2 separate regions of the Sus scrofa genome follow, and region 2 is linked to region 1. Evidence: chromatin contacts called from public HiChIP or PLAC-seq data. All regions are on one chromosome and are shown on one strand. Each heading gives the region's core, a stretch centred on a gene start, on an enhancer-like site or on the middle of the called end of the contact. The rest is flanking DNA. Distances are from core to core; before and after follow the strand shown.

Region 1 (5,967 bases), core at 2,240-4,739:
GGACAAGGCACAGAACCCTTGTCTTATCTCCCTTCACTTATCTCCCTTCACTCTTCGAGGTGTGGCTGGAAAGGAAGCAGAGGCTGCCATTTAGTGAACACCTACTACATATCAGGCACCATGCTTAGCACAGGTAAGTAATCTCTAACTTTATTGACTATTTTTCCCCCACAAAGTCATTGTTAGTGATGAGAAAAGTGCATCATTTTGGAAGGCAGCTATGCTCACCACTATACACCAACACTGCACAAAGTGCATCATTTTGAACACAAAGAGGAGAAAATGCTCTGCCCATCCCTGTAGAAAAATCCTAGAATCCCATGATTCTAAAAGAAAATATCAGCAGAGCCCTTTGATGCTCTTTGTACATAACAACGAAGTTAAGCCGGGGATGGTAAGATGGGGCTGTTATTTGCCCCTCTTAATGCCAAGGCAATAGTAGTGGCACTGGGCACCAGGATTAAGCCACTTAAAGTGAGATCAATAAAATCTAGAAACATCATCCTTTCAAATAGTCTTAGGTGTCAAGAGATAAAATTTGAATACTTCTTTGGGATGATCACTGGAAAAGAGAAAGAGCCTTTTAGTGATGCATGTAAAAGTAAGCCACACAACCACTGCTTTAAGAAAAACTATGAAATAATTATTAATATAAAAGTGATGATGCTGAAGGATAAAAATTTTAAAAACCTGATTCATGCAAATATAAAATGAACACATGTCAAGATTTTGACTCATTCACTAATTAATGAACCAGTGAGATGATACAATGGGTTCAAGGGAGAATTTAAAAATCAGACACATAGGATTTCCCATTGTGGCTCAGTGGAAAGGAGTCTGACTCGTATCCATGAGGATGCAGATTCAATCCCTGGCCTTGCTCAGTGGGTTAAGGATCTGGCGTTGCGGTGAACTGCAGTGTAGATCACAGATGCGGCTCAGATCCTGCGTTGCTGTGGCTGTGGTGTAGGCCAGCAGCTACAGCTCTGATTTGACCCCTAGCCTGGGAACCTCCATATGTCGTGAATGCAGCCCTAAAAAGATGAGGGGAAAAAAAAAAAGCAGATACACAGACATACAGACTGATATAAATGTGATTGATAGATGGATGCAAAACTGGCCTGACAGAGGATGCAACTTTCAAAATCCATGTACATGCTGTGGTAGGCAGAATTCCGAGCTGCCTGCCCCCTGGTGTGTACATCATGTATAATCCCCTCCCCCAGACTATGGGCAAAGCTGTGACTATGATGGATTTCTTCTCACGGTCAGGTTACGCTCGATGACAAAGGTGAAGTGTGGGGATTTTACAGGTGTAATTAAATCGCTGAGACTCTGAATTAACCAAAAAGGAGATTAGCTGAGTGGGTCTAACCTAATAAGATGAACCCTTAAAGCATACTGGACCATTCCTGAAGGAAGAGATTTAAGCAGGAAAGGCCAGCAATGGCCTCTGAAAAGCAAGCTGCCAACTAGGGGAGGACCACGTGACGGGGGATGGCAGGCAGCCTCTGGAATCTGAGAACCAAGAGCCAGCAAGAAAGAGGAACCTCATAATCGCAAGATGAATTCTTCCATCCACCAGACACCCTGGAAGAGGAACCCAAAGCCCCAGATGAGACCAAGTCAGCACCTGGATATCAGTCTGCCGAGACCCTGGGCAGAAGACCCAGCTAACATGTGCCCGGATCTCTGACCCATAGAAAATACCAGATAATGAATTTACATTACTATAAGTTGTTTAACTTGTCGTAGTTTGTTAAGGAGCACCAGAAACCTCTTAGGCAGGTCCACAGAAAAGAATGTTTTGCATTGGTACTGATTAGCTACCACTTATGAAGCTGTAAAGCAGCTCAAGGCAGTGAAAGGTACAGAGACCCCACAGAATCAAATAACCTGGAAGATAACACCTCGATTTGTATTGAAAGTATCCAGTAATCCATTTGGTCCCTACTGTGAGAAATGTTTCATTTGGCAAAATGCCTGTTTCACAGGCAATATTGCTTAATTTTGTTTTTTATTTAAAGGAAACCTTCCCCCCCCCAAAAAAAGATTTAGACTGCACTTTAATTTGTTTTTCTGGGCATATGAGGGGATGAGGGGTGGCTTGCTATTGGGAATTACAGAATGGAGACCCCAGAAGGCTGCAGAAAGCACCGGTCACCGCTGAGAAAATGGAACTGGGAAAAACCCAACTTGGACCGTGAGGCTGATGCTCGAGATTAAGTAAAAGTCAAGGCTGCCTCCATCCAGTCATGCATTTATTCCCTCAATGAACAAACCCAGTGCCTCCCGGGTTCCAGACAGAGGTACAGAAGTGAACAAACACCAGCAAGTCCCCAGTCTCACAGGATTTACATCCCGAAGGAGGAGCAATAACCCATATTTGGAGATCAATGATGAAAAGTTTCAGAATTTGAGAACTATACTGATATTTGACCTTTGTGCTCAGCCATGAAGAAACTTCTGGGGTTAAAGGTTGAGATCATACCTCTGTGGAAAGTGTTTTGAGAAAATTTAGTCCTCAGGCATTCTGGTAAGAGGCAGATCCAAGTAGAGAAAATGAGGATAATGATGATGCCGGGCTCTTAGACGGAGGTGAGGTTAGATGCATAGGCGCCTACTCTGATGTGGTCCAGCTTCCCAAGTAAATATAGACTAAATAAGGAATTGTCCTCTGGTGGGGATCAGCCCTTGTCTGCCATGTGGAGGTTGCCCTGGATGAAGCCCTAGAGGTTGCCCTGGACTCTGGATGAAGAAATATAGAAAATACAATAATAAATTAAGGTTAAATTGCTACATTTAATTCTGTGGTTAGTGATAATGACAGCTAATACATACAAGCACTTACTATCATTGTTCTAAGTACTTCACGTACAATAACTTATTTAAGACTTACCATCAACCAATGAGGTAGAAACTATTATCATTCCCATGTGACAGATGAGGCAACTGAGGCAGCGAATGGTTAAGTGATTTCTCCAAAGTCCCACAACTAGTGAGAGTGAGAGCTATGATTCACACCCAGACAGTCTGGCACCAGAATTCTAGCTCTTAACCCTCACTGAGCACCATCTTTGTAATAAGGGTTCCTTCAGACATGGGCAGAAACAGTTCTGAAGTCTGCTCTGCCTTGTAATTTACTTCTATTACTCAAACGCTTCAGTATTCTCAATAGCCATAGTCCATCTTCAGCCGCTCTATAGGAAATAAAGGGATTTTTATATCTTCTTCTGGTCTCAGTGTGGGCGCCTGCTGATTGTACAATAAGTAAAACTAGCAGTTATTTTTACCATTCTGGCAAATCTGTCACCTATTAAAAAAAAATGCCTCTTTCCTCATTTCTGAACTACATTTCTCCTTTCTCTTTGAAGAAATGCAGTTCTCCTCTGGGAGTTCTGCCTTAGAAATCTATACTGCTCATCTCCCCGCTAGGATTCAACTCCCCAGCACAAGCTCTGTGACTGCGAATCCCTGCAGCTGCCAGCAAACAATAAGTAATACAAAGGAGAACTGAGGGTTTCGAGTTTCCTGTTTACAGCCTCCATGCAACGGGGATCTCTCCGAGAGACGTGTAAGGCCGGCAACAAATTAACAAGGGTTTAGTTATTTTACAAGGGGGAACAATGGTTCCTCTGATCACTTTTGATTCATTCCATCTCTGGTTTCCATGGAGCATCATAAAAGGATCTATGTGTGTCAAGACGGGAGAAAGAGAAGTGGCCTGCGGCGCCCAGGGGAAGAAGCATCCACCTCCTGAGGCTCCTGCGAGAGAGGGTATCTCTGACACTTAGTACCCAGTTCCGGTCGTGGGCTGCTCTGTCTAGGGAAATGGCAATCCGATCCGGTATCACAGCCCTCATTCCAGCAGTCTTATTATTCTCTTCTCAGGCGATCTCTGCCCGTGGGTTCTAGTCCCTTTTTAGGAACTTGCCTCCACCTTTCCCCTTTTTTCTTCCCTTTTTATTGCCACGAGTTGAAAAGCTGTGTAGGAAATTACACTTGCCTGCTGAACTGCCTCTTAAAGGAAACTGTTGAATTTTCCAGAGATAACCCGGGAAGTTAGGGGTACCCTGTGGCAAACATCCGAGGTTTTGGGGGCCACACGGAGTGCGTTCCCCTTCCTTTGGACAACTTCACCAGCCCTTTCCCTTCTCAATCACGTGATTCTAGAAAATTTAGACCGCAGGCGGTGGGAGAAGAGCATGTGATTTAGGCCTAAGCCAATCTATTTCCTTGGCTGCCCATGTGGTTCACTGATAATCATGTGCGGATGAGATCCAGATAGAGAGGCAATGAGGCTGCCACTCTCTCCTTGCTGGACTTGGATGAGAGGGTAAGACTGGATACTCTGCAACCATCTTCCTACCTATGAGGAATGTGCGTCTACGGTACTGCCGAGCTGGGAAGAGAACAAGACGCTGGATCCTGAGGAGAGAGCAGGAGCCCCAGAATCATTTTATTTCTGAAGCAAATCCTGTTACCAGACACAGGATTACATGATTCAGTAAATTTTGTCCGGCTCCTACAGTCTTGGGTTGGATTTTGTTGCTTGCAACGGAAAGAGTTGTCTATTTTCCACTAGGGGACATGGAAAGGAAACTCCAAGAATAAGAGCTGCCCAGGCCAGGGGTGGGCAGATCACAGCCCTTCAGCCAAGAAAGTAAGTTTTACCTGAGGGTATTTGTCCCTTCACATTTATCATGAAAAGGCAGAACCTGCAAAATATGTTTTTAGAGCTATTAACTTTTCCATTCCCTTCCACCTAACACTGACTTTTTTAGGGGAGGAAAATCTATTTTTAGGCAGGAAATAATATTTCCAATTTATTATTCAAGTAATTGCTAGGCCTGCCTTAATGTGAACACAGACATGGGTTGAACTCCTCAAAAAGTCACTTTTTTTTTTTTTTTTTTTTTTGGTCACTACACCTTTTAAGTGCTTACATTACCATCTCCATTATACTATCTTTTTAGCTAAGAGATGGTATATGAAGACATTTGGCCAGGGACCCAGAATCACCAGAATCCTGCCGTGGCCTACCAACCCCATATCTCTGCAGTGCCCTCTGCAGGCAGTAAGAAGCACTTTATTTTCAGAGAACTTGGGTCCAAAACCTTAAGGCAAATTCAAGTAAGAAAAGATGGACCTCATGTTTTTTTTCTCCTTATTGTTCAATTCCAATTCTCAGATATAACCAGCTTGGATATCTAGTTCCATATTCTCTGGCACTGGTTGATGTGTGTTACATCAGGTTTTTATTATTGTTGCTGTGGTTTAGTTTTGATTTTTGGTTTGTTTGTTTCTTTCTTTCCTTTTTTTTTTTTTCAGCCAGCCTGAAAAGGCATGCAGAAGTTCTTGGGCCAGGGATCGAACTCATGCCACAGCAGAGACCTAAGCCATAGCAGTGACAATGTTGGGTCTTTAACTGCTATGCCACCAAGGAACCCTTGACTTTTGATATTTGATAGACACCAAGAAAAGAAAATAGGACACTGTGTCACCATTGTCCAGGATATTTTCCCAGTGGTTGCCCAAGCCCTGTGTTGACAAAATTCAACTGAGTAAATTTTAAAGATCATATTGGCTTTATTCAGCCATTCTGGAATCAGGCAGCACCCAATTTAGCAGCTGGAAAGGAGCTCCAAAGTGTTGTACAAGGCAAAGGATTTTTTTATAGACCAAAGTGAGCGGAAACAGGGAAGTTATGCTGGACACTTACTGACTGGTTAAAGCAGGGTTACTTTCCTTATGTGGAGCAAAAGGAAGTCTTGGAGCAGCCCTGATTGGTTGACCTTGGCCTTCCTTTTCCAGGAGAGCTAATCCTCAGAACTTAGTTTTGGTTTGCTGATGCAGGGCTTAGCATGAGTGACTCCATCTTGGGCCTCATTTGGCTACTTTAGAACCTGTCAGGCTGAGTCAAGAATTCTGAATCTGCTTCCAGGTGGGAGGATGAATGAGTGTCCA
Region 2 (5,967 bases), core at 999-3,498, 71 kb after region 1:
CTCCCTGGCAGTCACTGCTGTGCACGGGGGCTCACAGTATGTGCTGGTGGCAGTGGTTGTAGGCACAGCTTTACAACTAAGACAACAGTATGGGTTGTTGTCAGGGCTGTGTTTGCCAGGAAGCATGGCAAGTGTGCAAGGCCATTGGTGTAAATGGGCCAAGGAGCTGTGCACTAGCGTACTCACTGGGTCTGGTACCTCCACCCCTCCTGCCCCTCAGACATGTTCATACCTGCTTACAACATTCAGATCTCACAAGGAATAAATCGTCCTCATTTCTTTCCTGAGAGGGGAGATACAAGTCCAGTTCTTTCAGGAAATGTTCAGTTGCAATCTCCTTGAAAGACCTAAAGAGGTTTAGCAAACCAAGCTCTAGTCCCCACTGCCATAGCTGGTCCAACAGTCAAAATATACACTTAGCATCTCACTCCTCCACTACTATTATTTATTTATTTATTGTCTTTTTCTTAAGGCCACCCCCACGGCATGTGGAAGTTCCCAGACTAGGAGTCAAATTGGAGCTACAGCTACCGGCCTATACCACAGCCATAGCCACGTCAGATCTGAGCCACACATGCGACCTACACCTCAACTCACAGTAATGGCAGATCCTTAACCCACTGAGTGAGCCCAGGCATCAAACCTGAATTCTCATGGATACTAGTCTGGTTCCCAGGCACTAACCCAGCAAAATCCACATGGCAGGAACAGGAAGCTAAAATTCTGCATCTCTACTTGGACTGAGGGTGAGAAGGCCCAGGCTGCTTCCACCCCTTGGTGTCTGGACCCACGCGTGGCAGCACTGTCGATCAGCTCTGGTGCTGTGTGTGTCCTGCACCTAGTGTTGAGGTGTCCCTGAGCTAGCCTTTTAGTTGAGACTTCCCCAGGACTTTTCACCATTTTTATCAGGCCGGTCACCCCTAGGTGATGAAGGACATGGAAAACTGTTTTTAGCCTAATGTTTTGTATTTGCTTTGTAGTAAAATATTCTCTCTGGCCTAGCACAAAGTAGTGTGGGATATCATATGTCCTATAGATCAAGACATCTGTCACCTCTCAGATGATGGTGGTGGTGGAGGCACTGTTGGTAGAACAAACTTTTAACTTGAGTAGGTGGTGATTCTAGTGAGGAAGAAGGACTTTCCAAATTGGACGGAGTCTGACATCATCTACTTGCCACCAGGAGGCTAGCTCATCTCCCCATGAATTGGGCCATATCAAGGGCTCAGAAGAGCCCCTGCTGCTTGTATGTTAGGCCTTCAGCATCAAAACTTGGGCAGCTTGGAAGAAAAGGACTTCACATTTAGGGGCCTCCATTCCTGCCACAGTGGCTAATTTACTCATGGCCCATTCTACAAGCATGTCTGAGGCCAAGGACAGAGGCTAGCTGATGTCAACTAGATATTTTGTGCCTACTCCCTACTCATTCATGTACTTCTTCCCCAGACTTCTTTGTTTCTGATTTTATTTGGCGTCTCTACCACCATCTACCACCATCTAAGGGCTGACAAAATGCCTGAGTTATCACCAGAGAATCCTATACTACGTTACAACCAAACCAAAGAGCACATTTTACTACCAAGCAGGTATGGCACATTGGGTTTAAACCAAAGATGCCCAGTCTCTCATGTCCCTTGTCACTCGGGGATGACCAGCCTGACAAAAAATGGTGGAATGGCCTGGTGAAATGTCAGCTAGAAGGCCAGATCAGAGACATCTCGCAGGGTTAGGACACTGGAGGTGGTATACGGACTGTAGTCTTTTTCCTTCCAGATCCCTGATCAATAAGCTGAACCATTCACTATTGACAAGGAGCTGGCACTTCCACACATTAACTCTGCCCACTGGGAGGATTTCCTCCACCACTACTTCTGGGGGCCACCTCTAAGTGGGGCTGTAATGTGGCAACTGCTCATTTTTGATGAGAGTTGACATTTATTTTCATGTTTCTAGAGCCAAGTCCAAGTCCTACTGGGTGACTCAGAGGGATGAGAGTTTCCAGTGAGGCTCAGAGACAAAACGGGCTCCCCAGTTTGTGCAGGCTTCCCCAACACTTAGACTATAGGACCCAGCATCTCCCAGAGTACTAGAAGTATCTAGTGGCAGAGAGTGATGCTGTGGGCTTTTAAACAAACTTCAGTAGGAGATGCAGGGCAGACTCCAGAGTCCTGCAGCAAGGCCCGTGCCTTGCTTCTGGGCTCTACCCAAGACTAAATGCCTGACCATGGAACACCAAGTGACTATGTAACCACAAATGTTCCTTATGCTCTGAGTATTATCAGAGCCAATGAGTCATAGGGTTGGGTGGATATAGCAGTCATCCACTGTATGATAAAAGTGATACATTTAGGATTTGGCACAAGTAAATGACATGAACAGGTGGTCCAGCCAACCCCCAGCACCTACCTCTTTTGTTCAAATGCATCTCTCAACAGAAGGGCAATAGAGAAGGTCTTTCCTTGTCACATAAGAGAGAACTGTTTTTGACCTTCCTATTATTAGGAATAAAGGCAAAAATAATTCACCATATCAACAGCCACATATCAAGTGTCAGAGATATTGCAACTGGCACGGCAGCTGTGCTGCAATTGGTGCTACTGCCTGGTTAAGTGCACAGTAATTTTCCACCACCATTCTCCAAGATGTGTCTGGTTTTTACAAAGGTTAGAAAAATGAATTGAATAGAGATGCGATCCCTGCATTCTTTAAGTCTTCAATAGTATCACTAATTTCTGTAATTCCTCTCGAAATGACATACTACTTCTGATTTACTGCCTTGGCCAGGACAAAGGACAGCTTCCATGGCCCTTCCTATAAAAACGACTTTTCCCCCATCAGGCAGGGAACCAATGTGAAGGATCTCTTAAAGATATTCATCCCATTTCTGTATTCTAGCCAAAGTTATCATCAGTTATCATCAGAGAAATGAACAAGGGGTGGACCCACAGACTTCCCCCCCAGGGTATCACTACCATGGCAAAAGGCAACATGTCTGTTTGGGGAAAGATTGGAGAATTACCATCTCCAATTGCAGGCTCCTTCTGTAAAAGGGTTCAATCCCTCCATCACTGGTCTAAGGATTTGTGAGCTGACTTAGATCCAAAACTGGATGAGGAACAGGTATTAGCCTTTTGCTCTCCAGCTATCGGTACTTTTTCACTATAAAAACTGAGCCATACTCTTATCCATCTGCCTAACCACCATGAACACCAAAGTCCACTAGCCAATGCCACAAATTCCTGCAGGTCAAGATGCCCTGAATGCCACTCTGGCCTTCTGCACATTAAAGTAATCAGGCCTCTTGTCCCTGGTTTTAGGTGCTGCCACGTGTTTTTTGTTTTTTTTTGCCATTTCAGAATCCCATCATTCCTAAAGATAGCAGAAAGCCTCATTCCGTGGCAATATTCCTCATTGTCAACTCAGCCTTCGAAGATGCCACTTCCCTTCCCACTAGTGAAATCTCTAGTGAATGAGCCACTGTCTGTGTCCTCTAGGAGCACAAGGTCAGGCTATGGGTTTTCAGGTCTTACATCCTATGTCCATTCCACTGTTAGTATTTCCCTAAATTTTTTGGCTTTTTCAATATTCTGCCATAGCAGTTCTGACATTATTACATTGTTATGGTAGGCCATTGTCGTGTTCAAGTTTCAAGGACCCATTCTAGGTAACTAGATTGGCTTCAAATGCCCTTTTCAGAATTTGTGGGTCACAGGGGTGTGCACTCATCCATTAGCCCCATATTCTGCCCCTTCTCCTAGTCTAATATCCTAAAGGTCCCCTCCCACATAAGTTTCCTGATTCCTGTTGGTACAACTCAGCCAGTTCCTAAAATTTATTTGGGGCATAGGCAATTTCCTCCCAGAGTGGGGGCTGTAATTCCCCACTCAGGCTGTGCTGGGATCTGACCCTGGTTATCAGCCTGGGAACAGTAAAATGAGTAGAAGCGGATCTTAAGAAGACCAAGCTTCCCATCATGAGGCATTTACTGCAGGTAAAGTCACTGATTATTCTGGTATACAGGGAGGGGGTAATTCTGAGGAATGTTGAGATTCAAGAATCGGAAGCTCGTTTACCCACCGTCCCCTCCCTGAGCCTCAGAAGCCCAATCTTTTTCCACCAGGGCTCTGGCAATGACATGAGATATTTATTTTGGCTGCACATTTAGTATCCTTTGTAGTTCTGACTTTTATAATCAGATCTTTGATCTGATTTTCAGCATGATCTGACTTGCAGGGGTAGGAGACGAAAACGTTAAGGCTACCAAACAGGCCCTCTGGCTTTCCCTGTGTGCCTTAAAGTGGCAATGAACTGTCCCGGGCTCATTAATTTCCTTTTTGAAAGTTCCCAGTGCACTCAAAAGCAGTTACTCTGCCACAGTCTTTATAATGCTTATCACCCCTTTATTAATCAAGTCCAGAACCCACTTGATAACTGAAAATTTTACCTCATAAAAACTATCCACAGAGGAGTTCCTGTTGTGGTTCAGTGGTTAATGAAACCAACTAGCATCCATGAGGACGCAGGTTCAATCCTTGGCCTCGTTCAGAGGGTTAGGGATCTGGTGTTGCTGTGAGCTGTGGTGTAGGTCACAGATGCAGCTCAGATCCCGCTTTGCTGTGGCTCTGGCTGTGGCCAGCGGCTACAGCTCTGATTCAGCCCCTAGCCTGGGAACCTCCGTATGCCGCAGGTGCGGACCTAAAAGACAAAAAAACCAAAAAAGTAAAAAAAAAAAAAAAAAAAAAAAAAAAAAATACCCCAACTATCCACAGATGACAGCTTTAGTAATTGAAATACCAGTACTTATCAGAGGTTCCACTAACCAACAGCAATAGGAGGCTTACTGAATTCAGTCAGGCAGACAATCCAATACCAAAATCCCATCCTGAGGTTCTGTTTCTTAAGAGCCACTTCTAGTAACAACTATCAGCCTAAGTCTGGTAGAAAATAGAATGTGGTGCAAACATTTATTCTCTAACAATGTATTGGGGGGAGCAAATCCAGGAAAGCAAGATACATTTTAAAAAAGAGTCAGAAAGGAGGGAGAGTAATCAAGAAGGGATAATTACTGAGTTGCCTTGAGCTTTGCCAAAATGAAAAACAAAAAATACTGGTGGTTGTTTGGTGTCACTGGACATTATCAGAAACTGCTGCATTTCTGAACAATCTACCAGGAAGAAAGAAAGGCCAGCAATGTATCTAGTGATTCCTTCTCACTTCATGTCTTTGATATTTGTGCTAAATGGTGTTATCCTCTAACTCACCTTGGTGATGCTATGGGGCCCCTATAAACAGTGGATGAGGAAGCCACAAGTTCCATGGGTCCAATTCAGGTAGTGCAGAGAGGCATCATGGTCTCTGCCAGTCAGTGCTACTCTGGTGGATGTAGTAGTATCAACAGTGATATTACCTTTACAATCATGGAACAGTGGGAAGCTACCCAGGGATGCTCTGGCCAGGAAGTGAGGCAGGTGACTGAGGTCCAGAGCAATGAGGCTAAGCAGGATTGAGTAGGTCTGGTACTATTTGATTACCTAGGATTCATCAACTAGGTCAGGTGTACCCTCATTACTTTCAGAAGGAAATGACATTTAGATCACAGTTCGGGCATTAGATGTATTATTCATGGGTATGAGGTGGCCATTGCTTCTAAACCTTTTAAGTGGACACCTAGGATGTTTTTCTCTTTTTCAGAAAGATAAATTATGAATTTATATGGGTATTTCCAATTAAAATGTAAGACTTTAGCATCTTAACTTATTTGGGTTTATACTTGGGTCTTCTGTCTTTTATACTGAAGGTTTTATAATGACATTGATAAAAGTAATTATTTGTTGAGCCTACAATATGGATATGATAGTTTCAAAATAAAAATGCGAATCATACTATACTCTCCATGTTAGTTGTATTAGAGTGTATGTGCAATGCCTCTTGCAATGCCTCTGCAATGCCTCTTGCAGAGAGAATCAT

What was found. HiChIP or PLAC-seq counts read pairs in DNA pulled down with a chosen protein or histone mark.
Region 2: an H3K27ac HiChIP or PLAC-seq map of alveolar macrophages shows a contact between it and region 1. The contact joins two enhancer-like sites. A contact is called at or near these places in 1 of 5 promoter capture datasets (liver) and 1 of 2 datasets of contacts at active chromatin or transcription factors (alveolar macrophages).

The regions. Positions count from the first base shown.
Region 1 is chr2:25,159,977-25,165,943 of Sscrofa11.1, forward strand. LOC106509375 (a long non-coding RNA gene) reads right to left here. Exons shown (of 3, transcript XR_002341512.1): 2 at 2,492-2,748. Among named protein-coding and RNA genes, the nearest start is that of LDLRAD3, 7.6 kb to the left of the region's middle. Within about 2 kb of position 3,490, at least 15 of the 83 cell types and tissues checked have an H3K27ac peak or open chromatin away from gene starts, as enhancers often do. A contact at or near this core is called in alveolar macrophages, where this site is marked.
Region 2 is chr2:25,231,858-25,237,824 of Sscrofa11.1, forward strand. No RefSeq gene overlaps it. Among named protein-coding and RNA genes, the nearest start is that of LDLRAD3, 80 kb to the left of the region's middle. Within about 2 kb of position 2,249, at least 5 of the 83 cell types and tissues checked have an H3K27ac peak or open chromatin away from gene starts, as enhancers often do. A contact at or near this core is called in alveolar macrophages, where this site is marked.